2 separate regions of the Rattus norvegicus genome follow, and region 1 is linked to region 2. A link is a contact called in public Hi-C data. All regions are on one chromosome and are shown on one strand. Each heading gives the region's core, a stretch centred on a gene start, on an enhancer-like site or on the middle of the called end of the contact. The rest is flanking DNA. Distances are from core to core; before and after follow the strand shown.

Region 1 (5,261 bases), core at 1,400-3,899, 91 kb before region 2:
GGGACTGCAGGGCTATGAACCAGCCACAAGACTTGAGGGTTTGGTTCAGGCAGTGTTCTGAGCGTGAGGCTCAGGAGTGTGACAGTATTTGTTAATAAAGTGTTTGCTAAGGTTCTGCTGCTAGAGAATTGATTTCTCCCTCCCGGTTCCCCGGGGGCAGTTTTCATAAAACTGAGCTGTGGTTGGCCTTGGACCTTACTCAGAAAGCAGGACAGTTATTGCTTAGAATCCCCAAGAGAAAAGTCTTGCAATAGTAATATTCCATCCATACTTTGCCTCAGTCGATATCACTAAGAAATGTGACTTCTTTAGTACAGTTATGTCCAGCAAAATTAATCCCTAAATATTGCTTAACTAGTCTGTATTCAAAATTTGTTATTAGGGGCCTGGAGGAAAGGCTTGATGGTTAAACATGTGTTTGGCATGGCCAGTTCTGGGTGTAAGTCCCAGCATGCCCTGAGCCCAGATTTCTAGTTGTTCCAGATGCAATTCTCATATGATTTGTCTACCCTCAAAGGAAGAGTAAAATTGGAAGTTAAGGCAACATAGTGGCTCACACCTGTTCTCCACTACCTGGAGGCTAAGGCAGGAGAATTACTGGGACTTTAAGGCTAGACTGAGGGGGGTGAAAAAAGGAAAGAAAAAGAAAAAAGGCCAGGTAATGGTGGCCCATGTCTTTAATCCTAACACTCAGAAGGCAGAGGCAGGCGGATCTCTGAGTTTGAGGCTAACCTGCACTACAGAGTGAGTTCCAGGACAGCCAGGGCTACACAGAAACCCTGTCTCAGAGAGAAAGGAAGAGGGGTGCTAATGCTCGGATGGAATTGGAGAGAATGTCCAGGGAAGTACAGTGCTGACTTCTACACGACGTACTCCTGGAAAATTGACTGGGGCAGTGAGGGAGTGAAGGAAAGGCAAACACAGAAACGCATAGAGAACCTGGGACCCAGGGGGCTGCTCACACTCAGACGGAACCACCGCAGCCACAGAACAGCCTCAGCGCAGTCATTGTGTACGGTGCGGGAAGAGTAGCCGGCCATGTGGGTCTGAGGCACTGGGGTCATTGGCGTGTTTGCGATCACTCAGGACTGCACACAAGGCAGACCAGAGCAGGGGCTGGCCTGGAGGTCAGAAAGGGGAGCTTGCTTTTTTTGGTTTTTAATCCCAACACAGTGAAATACATACCACAACGGGTACTCAGTTCTTAAAAATGATGTCTGAACCAGACAGTGGTGCCGCACACCTTTAATCCCAGCACTCAGGAGTCGGAGGCAAGAGGATCTGAGTTGGAGGCCAGCCTGGTCTACAGAGTAAGTTCCAGGACAGCCAGGGCCACAGAAAAGCCCTGTATCAGGGGGTAGGGATGGAGGGTGTTTAAACCAAATGTATTAGGACACACCTATAGCTACTCTAGAGACTTGGGAGCAGTGTTGTAGAAGTGGGAAGAAAAGAAGAGAGGGCTGTGGCAGTAGCTCAGAAGAAAACACGTCAGCCGAGGAAGGTCCTGGCTGTCTGGTGCAGTTACATCATTTACCTCAAGTTCTGTGAGAGCCCATTTCAGAAAAATAAAAGGGAGAGCCTCTGACCTCCACATATATACACACCATACCCACAAACACACACATACACACAAGTGACTCAAAGATGACCTTGAGGGTGTGACCTAGCCAAGATAACTCAAGGAATGAAAATCATTTACTATTTCTGAGAGACCCCTGTACCACAGATCAGCACAAATTGGGATCCTTCTTCCTCCCCTCAAGTGTTGGAATGACAGACCTGAGCCCCACTCCTAACTCTTACACTTGGTGTGGTGACTTCTGTCCTGTGGTTAAATTCCTGTCTAAATTATCGCTGTGTTCTGAAGCACAGGGTTGGGGGGTTCAATGCTGGTGGAAAACTCAGATCTGGGAAGCCATGTAAAGTGAAGCACATGTGTTGTTACATATGGTACCGTGAGCATGTGGGGTCCCACCCTGTGGAGTCAGTCCTCTCTGCACCCCTTTAGGTAGGTTCTAGGAATCAATCTCAGGTTTCTAGCCTCTTCACCTCCTGACTCCTGAGCCATCTCACTGGCCCTAGTGTTTTGCTTGCTTTTTAAGGTTTTCCACTTACTGGTGTGTGTAATGGGTGTCTGTAATGGTGTATATCTAGGTACCACAGGCACGCCTGGCGCCTGTGGAGGCTAAGTGAGGGTGTCTGATTCCCTGGAACTGTGAGCTGCCACGTGAGTGCCAGGAACCTCCGAGCCACTCCTTCAGCTTCTCAGTCCCTCTGGCTTTTGTTCCTTTGTTTGACATTTTAAACTAGCCAGGACTGGTTTCCATATGTAACTGGGGGTGACCTTGAACTTCTGAGCCTTCTGCTTCAGCTTCCCGAGTGCTAGGGTTACAGGGATGAACCAGCACACCTGGCTCATTTGATTCTTTATAGTTTGGTGTATGTATGTGTGCATGTTCATGTGTGTGGCTATACATATGTGTTTGTGTGTAGGGGACATAGGACAACCCTGGATGTCACCTTAAGGAACTCAGTTTACTTTCTTTGAGCCTGATCTTACAATAAGGCCTGCCTAGCTGCCAGCCTGCTCCAGGGATCCTCTGGCCATCTCCCCTGAGCTGGGATCACAAGCACACACTGCACCGTAGCAGTGGGTTCAGGGGATCAAATTCCAGTTCTTTCCCTTATCACATGCACCCTTTGATCTCTGATCTATTTCCCCAGACACTTCCACCTTTTTTGAGTACAGGCTCTGCTCTCCCTTATAACCTGAACTAACCTTAAATTCAGGATCCTTTAAGCGCTGGGGTTAGGCATAGCCACCACACCTGGCTTGAATGATGTTTTTTAATGCCCCATTAAAAGATTATTTTGGGGGTTGGGGGTTTAGCTCAGTGGTAGAGCACTTGCCTAGCAAGCGCAAGGCCCTGGGTTCGGTCCCCAGCTCCGAAAAAAAGAAAAAAGAAAAAAAAGATTATTTGTATTAATTCAGTGCTGTGGTCTGAATGTTTTTTCTCTCACCCACACATGTTGAGACTAGGAGCCATTCCATTGACGGGTGCTGGGGCCTATAACAGAGGCTAATGCTTCCCTGAGAGGGTAAATTCTGGCTTTCCTGGGACTGGCGTGTCACCACAACAGTGTACATTGTTTAAAGCTTAGTTTGGGAGGCTAGTGCTGTAGCTCAGTTGAGGAGTGCTTGCTTAGCATGCATAAAGCCCCGAGTTTGGTCCCCCAGCATTGCAAAAAACAAACATGGTGCATTCCTATATCCAGCACTTGAGAGGATCAAGGTTTCGAGGCTACATAGAGAATTCCAGATCATCCTGGGCTACACGAAACCCTGTCTCAAACAAAACCATGGGCTGGAGAGATGCCTTAGTGAGTGAGTAGAAGTGCCTGCCAGGCCTGCTGACCTGAGACCAATGCTCAGGTCCCACAGAAGAGGGAGAACTGATTTCAAGTTCTCTGCCCTCCACACATGGATGGTGTTATATGCTTAATACATACATACATGTACAAAAAAAAAAAGTGATTTTTAACAAAACAAGAAAGGGTTGACTAGGAAGCGCAAGGCCCTGGGTTCGGTCCCCAGCTCCGAAAAAAAGAACCAAAAAAAAAAAAAAAAAAAAAAAAAAGGGTTGAGCTTTTTGGGATCACTCTTGCTACCTCTCATGGTCACATGATATCTCCCACCAGAAATGCTGACTGTGTTCTTAGCCCCCCAGAACCTCCCCCCCTCTCCCCCCCCTTCCTTTTTGAGGCAGAGTTTCTCTGTATAGCCCTGACTGTTCTTGAACTCAGTCTGCAGACCAGGCTGGTGCCTCTGCCTCCTGAGTGCTAGAATTACAGTCTTGTGCTACTACCACGTGACCAAAAAATTTCTTTCTTTATTAAGTACCCAGTCTTGGGTGTTTTGTAACAGCAACACAAAACAGACTAACACATTACCCACAAAAATAGTAGTATAAGATTTCCCACTTTATTAATTATATTGGGCAATCTTGTAGGATGCTGGCTAACCTGTTTGTCTTCTCCTGGGAAAGGGCTCCCAACTCCCCCTTCTTTGTTTCCCTGGTTTGCACCTTTCACTGTCAGGGTCACCCAGACCCTTTTATCTCTCCATCCTCCCAGCCCTACTGTCGTCCTATCTTGATTTGTCACTGGAGCCGCTAGGATTCTGTTTGGCAGAGACTGTGTTTCTCATGGAAGAAGATTTGCTTTTCTAGAAGACTGACGCTCGAAGATACTTAATACGCACCTCTGTCATAGCTAGAGTGTGGCAGACAGTGACACTCCAGTCCCTCCCTCCCAGCCTTCTGTTCTTTCCATTGCCTTGTAGCCGGGAATAACTCCGGCCTTGTGATTCTGTGATTTTCCTTTCCCAAGTCCTAAACCGAGCTCTGCCTCTCTTGGTGGAAAGGAAGATCGTGTTGCCACGGCTCATAAAACACTAGTTTCCTAGCTCTTTTTAGATTTTAGCCAATTTTAATAGGCTCACCAAGTGAGACATTATTTTCAGGGGCTTGTCACATTTGGTCGTTGCATCCGTAGACAACTGGGACTGACTGCTTCTCAACCAACCCTTGAGTCTTCCACCCAGTTCCACCTCAGCAACAAAAGCAGCTGCTTGTATGGCTTGACCACCGCCAAGAGTCAGGCACTTCCTCCTCAAGCTTTCCTGACTATTTTTAGTTGTGTTCCTATTCTGGGTTTTCTTTGGCTTTATATAGCTGTCATCTGGTCGGCTGACCCGTGCCTTTAGGAGAGAATGCTACACTTGAGCCCTTCATTGAGAGACAGATCTTTCCATCTTTAGCCCATGTTCTCTTTTCGGTGCCTCCCTGGCTAAATTGATTCATGTAGCTGAAGCCATTAGAGGATCAGGAGACCATGCAAAGGCCTCTGGGTAAGGCGGTTAGATCACAGAGATTGAGGGTCAGAGTGTTCTAATCCATTTATCGCCCTTTTTGTACTTGATGCTCTGAGCTCTCTATCCAGCCCATCAGTGAGACAGAGAGACGAGAAAGTGGTGGGTCAGCAGCAACCAGGGGATAGCAGTAGGAACCAAATGCCTAGAAAGGACTCCAGATTTATCTCCCAGGAAGGCCTTCACTGCCCTCAGGAAGAAGTCAAGACCAGAGACAAAAAAAAAAAAAAAAAAAAAAAGCCCTCTTCAAAGCCTGTTCAGTTCCAGGCCAATCCCCACAATCGAGGCAGATCTATGGCCATTCTGAGAGCAGAGGCTGTGGCTACAATGT
Region 2 (5,071 bases), core at 414-2,913:
AATACTGTGCTTTCCAGTCAGTCATATGGGAGGAGGGGCAATGAGGCTTCAAATTCAGAGAGATGCCTGCCTCAGCTTCTCAAGCGCTGAGATTAATACATGTACCACTGTGCTTGGCCTTGTGTTTCCCAACTTTTAAAGTCTGCACTCTAAAACTTCAATTTTATTTGGAAGGTTACTTGGTTTATATTGAATAATTTTTAAAAATTACCTGTGCTTGTGAATGATGTGTGGGGTAGGTGGTGCATGTGCCCCTGAGCAAAAGGTCAGAGAACATTGTGAGTTGGTTCTGTCTCCACCCTGATGGATTCCGGGGCTTGAATGCAGGTGGCCAGGTATTAACAGGCAAACATTTATTTCACACGAGAAACGTCATTATTCCATATGTGAAGAGTCTGTACCCGTCTCTGCGCTCCTGCTGTAGCAGACTTCCTGCTGGAGGTCTCTCTGTACCTTGTTTGCTTCCGTCCAGGCTTCTTCTCATTTTTGTTACCAGAGCAACACTGGGTGCATCCTGGCTTTTCCTGGCTTTAAAGTTTTGAATTTATGGGCAGTCTTCTGTCTCAGCCTCCAGAATGCCAAGATTGCATTCACACTGGGTTCTTCCCTCCCTCCCTCCCGCATCCATCCTTCCTTCCTCCCTCCCCTCCCCTCCCTTCCTCCCTTCCCCTCCTCCTCTCCTCTCCTCCCCCCCATCTGTCTCCCTCCCCTCCCCTCCCTTCCTCCCTTCCCCTCCTCCTCTCCTCTCCTACCCCCTCCTCTGCCTGTCTCCCTCCTCTCCCCTCTCCTCCCCTCCCTCCCTCCCTTCCTTTCTTTCTTTCTAAGACAACCCTGCTGTATAGGCCAGATTAACCTAGAACCTGGTGTGATTCCAGGCTGGTGTCAAAGTCACTGAAACTCTCTTGTGTCTTGTCTCCCCAGTGCTAGGGTTCAAGGCTTGGAACTACTTTTATACAAGGCTTATTTATCAGCTTCTCCCCAAAATTCATTTTCGTTCCAAATAAAGTTAAGCCTGTGCTGCTTCTGCACTGGAATTAGAGGTGTGTCTGTTTTCTGAGGGTGCCTAGGGCTCTGGACTCAGGACCTCTTCTTTACTGACTGAGCCATCTCCCCAGCCCTATATACCCTACCCTCCTTTTTGAGACAAGGTCTCTTGTAGATGACCTTGAATTCTTGCTTTTCGCTTTCCACATATAAGGCATGCCACTACCATATCATGGGAGTGCCACAATTATTTTTGTACACACACAGATCTTCCCCTTTCCAGGTCATTTACCCCCTGACCTTTGCTTTCTGTCCCAGTATTACATAGTTGTTCTGATCTTTGTTTGTCTTATCTTCTGAGAAAGCAGGGCTTCATTTGCATAGAGGTTCCAGTGATAAAGGCGTTGGTATCTCAGTCTAGAACTCTGAGTGCATTGATTTTCTAGCAGAGAGATTGATAAGGATGAGGATTAATATCTCAAAATAAAAAAGTGTGTGTCAGATACAAGTTAGTTTAAATTGACTTTTGTTCTGGGGAAATTGTAGTCTGATTTCTAAAAGAGGGACTTAGATTTTGTAATAAAATTGTTGGCAGAAGGGCTGGCAGTGTCAGACCTCTGCAGCCTACACTTAGGAGTGCTCTGATATGAGAGACTTTGGCCCCGGACTGTGGGCTGGAGAGTGGGAATGCCCTGCCCTTCTTGCATGGCTGCCTTGCTGGAGGCATTCCCATAATTCTTTTGTATGTGGAAATAGCCCTGGGTTTGGAGATAGTTAAGCTGGAGCCTCCAACAGAGAAACTGGATTGTTCTTCAGTGGTCGCCCCATAATTTGCATAATGAGTGAATTATTTTACTTTAGAAATGGGGGGGAGAGGGACCCGACCCAGAGGTTCTGGAAATGAAGGAGTTAAGGCAGAGCTGGTCTTTCTCACAGCAGGGTTCCTACAGAAAACCCTCTGAATGCAGCTGGTGTAAAGGTTTTTCCTTTTTGTTTTTGTTTTGAGACAGAGTCTTTGTAGTCCCGGCTGTTCTGGAACCCCATGTGTAGACCAGGCTGGCTTTGAACTTAAACCACCTGCCTTTCTCTCCCTAGTATAGGAATTAAAGGTATGTGCCACCATGCCCAGCCTCTGCAATTCACTTTTTTTTTTTAAAAGATCTATTTATTTTTATTTATGTGAGTACACTGCAGCTGTCTTCAGACATATCAGAAGAGTGCAAGGGATCCCATTACAGATGGTTCTGAGCCACCACGTGGTTGCTGGGGAATTGAACTCAGGACCTCTGGAAGATCAGTCAGTGCTCTTAACTGCCGAGCCATCTCTCCAGCCCTGTAATTTACTTTTAATGCAGAGAAAGTAGGAGTTTTTGGACATAATCATCTCTGGTTGACATAAAAGTTTCATTGACTTTTTTTCCTTTCCCTTTTATTTCTGAGACAGGGTCTCACTGTATTATACAACTGGCCTGAAGCTTGCTTTGTGGATCAGGCTGCCCTTGAACTGACAGAGATCTGCCTGCATGTACCTCTTGAGTGCCGGGATTAAAGGCATATCACCACCCTTCTGTAATTGTGAAAACTGTGAAATAAGTTTTACATCTTGTTTTACATGTTAAGTGTTTATGTGTATTGGAGGTTTAGCCTGCGTGTGTTTGCTACATGTCACTTGAGTGCCAGTGCCCAGAAAGGCCAGAGGTTGGCATCTGTGTCCCTTAGGACTGAAGTTATGATTATTGTTGGCTACCTTGTGGGTGCTAGGAATCGATCAGGATCCTCTAGAAGAACAGTTGTGCTATATGTACCTCTAAGCCATCTCTCCAGCCCCCCATCTCACTATGTTCTGATAACATCCACTGATAAAATCTACTGATGGTAAAAGAATAGTGCTTCAGGCCTGTCTCATTTCTGGAGCTGGAAGAAAATGTCAAAGGGCTTTTTCATTTAGTGCCATTTTTATGCTAGACTTTGTACAATAGTAACTGACTATTTGTAAATAATGATCAACTGCCATTGAGCCAGTGAAACCCTGGTTTGTAGTGATTTCTAAGGTGTAAATACTGTACTGGGCAAGCCTGTCTGCAGTGTGACTATCGGTGAATATACGCATCTGACCTGAATTAACCTCAGCTACCCATGAACATACCATGTTGTAGTCTGTTTTGTTCTTAAACTCTTCTTTCTTCTGGTGTGTATATGTGCATGCACACACATGTATCTCACTCCGACTGTGCCACAGTGTACATGAGCTGGCCAGAGGACAGCTCTGGAGTCAGTGCTCTTTTTCTTCCATGTTGGTCCCAGGTATTGAATGTGAGTGAGTCCTTAGACATTTTTCTAACATCCTGACCTCTCATGCTAACTGTCCTTTATTCCTTATCTCTTCCCTAAGTGTAATTTGAACTAAGAGCAAGGTAATTTCTTTGGCCTCAGATGAACTAAACTCACAAACCTGAAAGTTAAAACTGAAAAGCCAGTATTTGTCAGTGTGGACAAGTAGCTTGTGTCTCTGGGTAGACATAATAGGGAGTCAGATGCTACAACCAGAAGGTTACTTGAGGAAGAGCTAGCACAGAAGCTGCATAAAATGACCTTATTAATCTGCTGCCGTGTCCAGCACTCAGGGGTTCTTGGTGTGGCCCCCGATAGCATTTCTCTCTGACTTTTCCTTTGATGCTGATAGAGTTCTCCTTCCCTTTCTGGCAGACCCCATCCCTTGGCATGTGCGAACACACTTTGCCTTGCTGTGTAGGTAACTGCTCTCTCAGATGGTGGCCCTGACAGTGCACTCCGGTAGGCTGCATGGGAGCACTTTTGTGAGTACATCTGCCTTTATCTCAGAATTTTCTTTTGAAGTTTCAAAGAACAAGAACGATCCCTGATTTTCTCTTTACTTTGCTCCTGGAAAGTGTCCCTCTCCTCACAGACATCGTGTGCTGGTTTCAAGTTTAGCACTCAGAAGAAAGCCATCATACTTTCATATCCAAGCAATGTCTTGTTACTCTGCATTGGCACTGTTGAAAACTCCCTGTGCTTCCTCAGCCTTCTGGGCTAGGATGAGAATGTGTGTACGTGTAACACATCACTTATTTTCCTGAGACAGTCCCTTCCTGACCTAGCAAAAACTGTTCTCAGTATTCATTTAATCAGTTTTTCTTCAGTTTCCACACAGGGCACTCTCTTCCATGTGCCTGGATCAAAGAATGAATGAGTTGGAAAGGTTTCTTGACCTTTAAAACCTGAATTTTATTGATGACAAAAGAGAATGTAAACAGAAAAACCAATGCCCATAAGATAGACAAAAGGACTGGGCAGAATGTAGTTGGGGGGCTATAATATTCTACCACAATTAAAACAGAAGGAGTTGACAGTTTGTTTGGATGTGTACTTTAGGTGCCAGGAGGGTCTTTGAGGAAGTGGCATTTAAAGCTAGCACAAAGAATAAGCAGCAGCAGCTATGTGTGAAAACAGGGAAGTCAGGGTGAGGCAGAAGAGACAGACAACGAAGTCCCTGAGGAGGATGACGCTCACTCGTGTGTCAGGAAGCGAGAGTCAGCAAAGCTGAAAGAGCAGGGGCGAACATGGCCTTCTGTGGTCCCGTAGCGGATGAGTGAGTCTAGATGTGACTTGTATAGGTTAAGATCTGATCCAAACCAGCACTGTTAGAATTTGGAGTTCTTTTTTTTTTTTTCTTTTCTTTTTTTCCGGAGCTGGGGACCGAACCCAGGGCCTTGCACTTGCTAGGCAAACGCTCTACCACTGAGCTAAATCCCCAACCCCATAGAATTTGGAGTTCTAAATGTATGTTTTTGCATTTGCTCTTTCTGAGATGTTAGTAACCAAAAATGATTCAAAGCTACAGCTCTGTGTTACGTGAGATGTGTCCTGTGATTTCAGGAAAATCAGGAAGGAGTTAAGATAAGGCACAATAATCCTTACTGTGATGAGGTTATTCCAGTCTAGGCAGACCCAGCTGTGCTGTGACCTGCCCTCCTCGTGCCCCAGTCTCCTTGATTGTTGAGATCACCTCCTGAGCCATTTGTGCTCTGCTCTCTGATTAAATGTCTCAGAGGCACTCAAGCCTTTA

Evidence for each region. A called contact is a pair of places that touch in the nucleus more often than the background predicts.
Region 1: a contact with region 2 is called in a Hi-C map of hepatocytes, with 1.7 times the contacts expected there. The contact joins two enhancer-like sites. A contact is called at or near these places in 9 of 12 Hi-C or Micro-C datasets (the A7r5 cell line, the Rat2 cell line, Schwann cells and 4 more).

What each region holds. Positions count from the first base shown.
Region 1 is chr4:59,952,254-59,957,514 of GRCr8, reverse strand. It overlaps Zc3hc1 (zinc finger, C3HC-type containing 1), which reads left to right. Exons shown (of 10, transcript NM_001127293.1): 10 at 1-113. Among named protein-coding and RNA genes, the nearest start is that of Zc3hc1, 24 kb to the left of the region's middle. Within about 2 kb of position 2,649, at least 17 of the 93 cell types and tissues checked have an H3K27ac peak or open chromatin away from gene starts, as enhancers often do. A contact at or near this core is called in hepatocytes and liver, where this site is marked.
Region 2 is chr4:59,860,778-59,865,848 of GRCr8, reverse strand. All of the region lies in intron 1 of Ube2h (ubiquitin-conjugating enzyme E2H), which reads left to right. Among named protein-coding and RNA genes, the nearest start is that of Ube2h, 34 kb to the left of the region's middle. Within about 2 kb of position 1,663, at least 8 of the 93 cell types and tissues checked have an H3K27ac peak or open chromatin away from gene starts, as enhancers often do. A contact at or near this core is called in hepatocytes and liver, where this site is marked.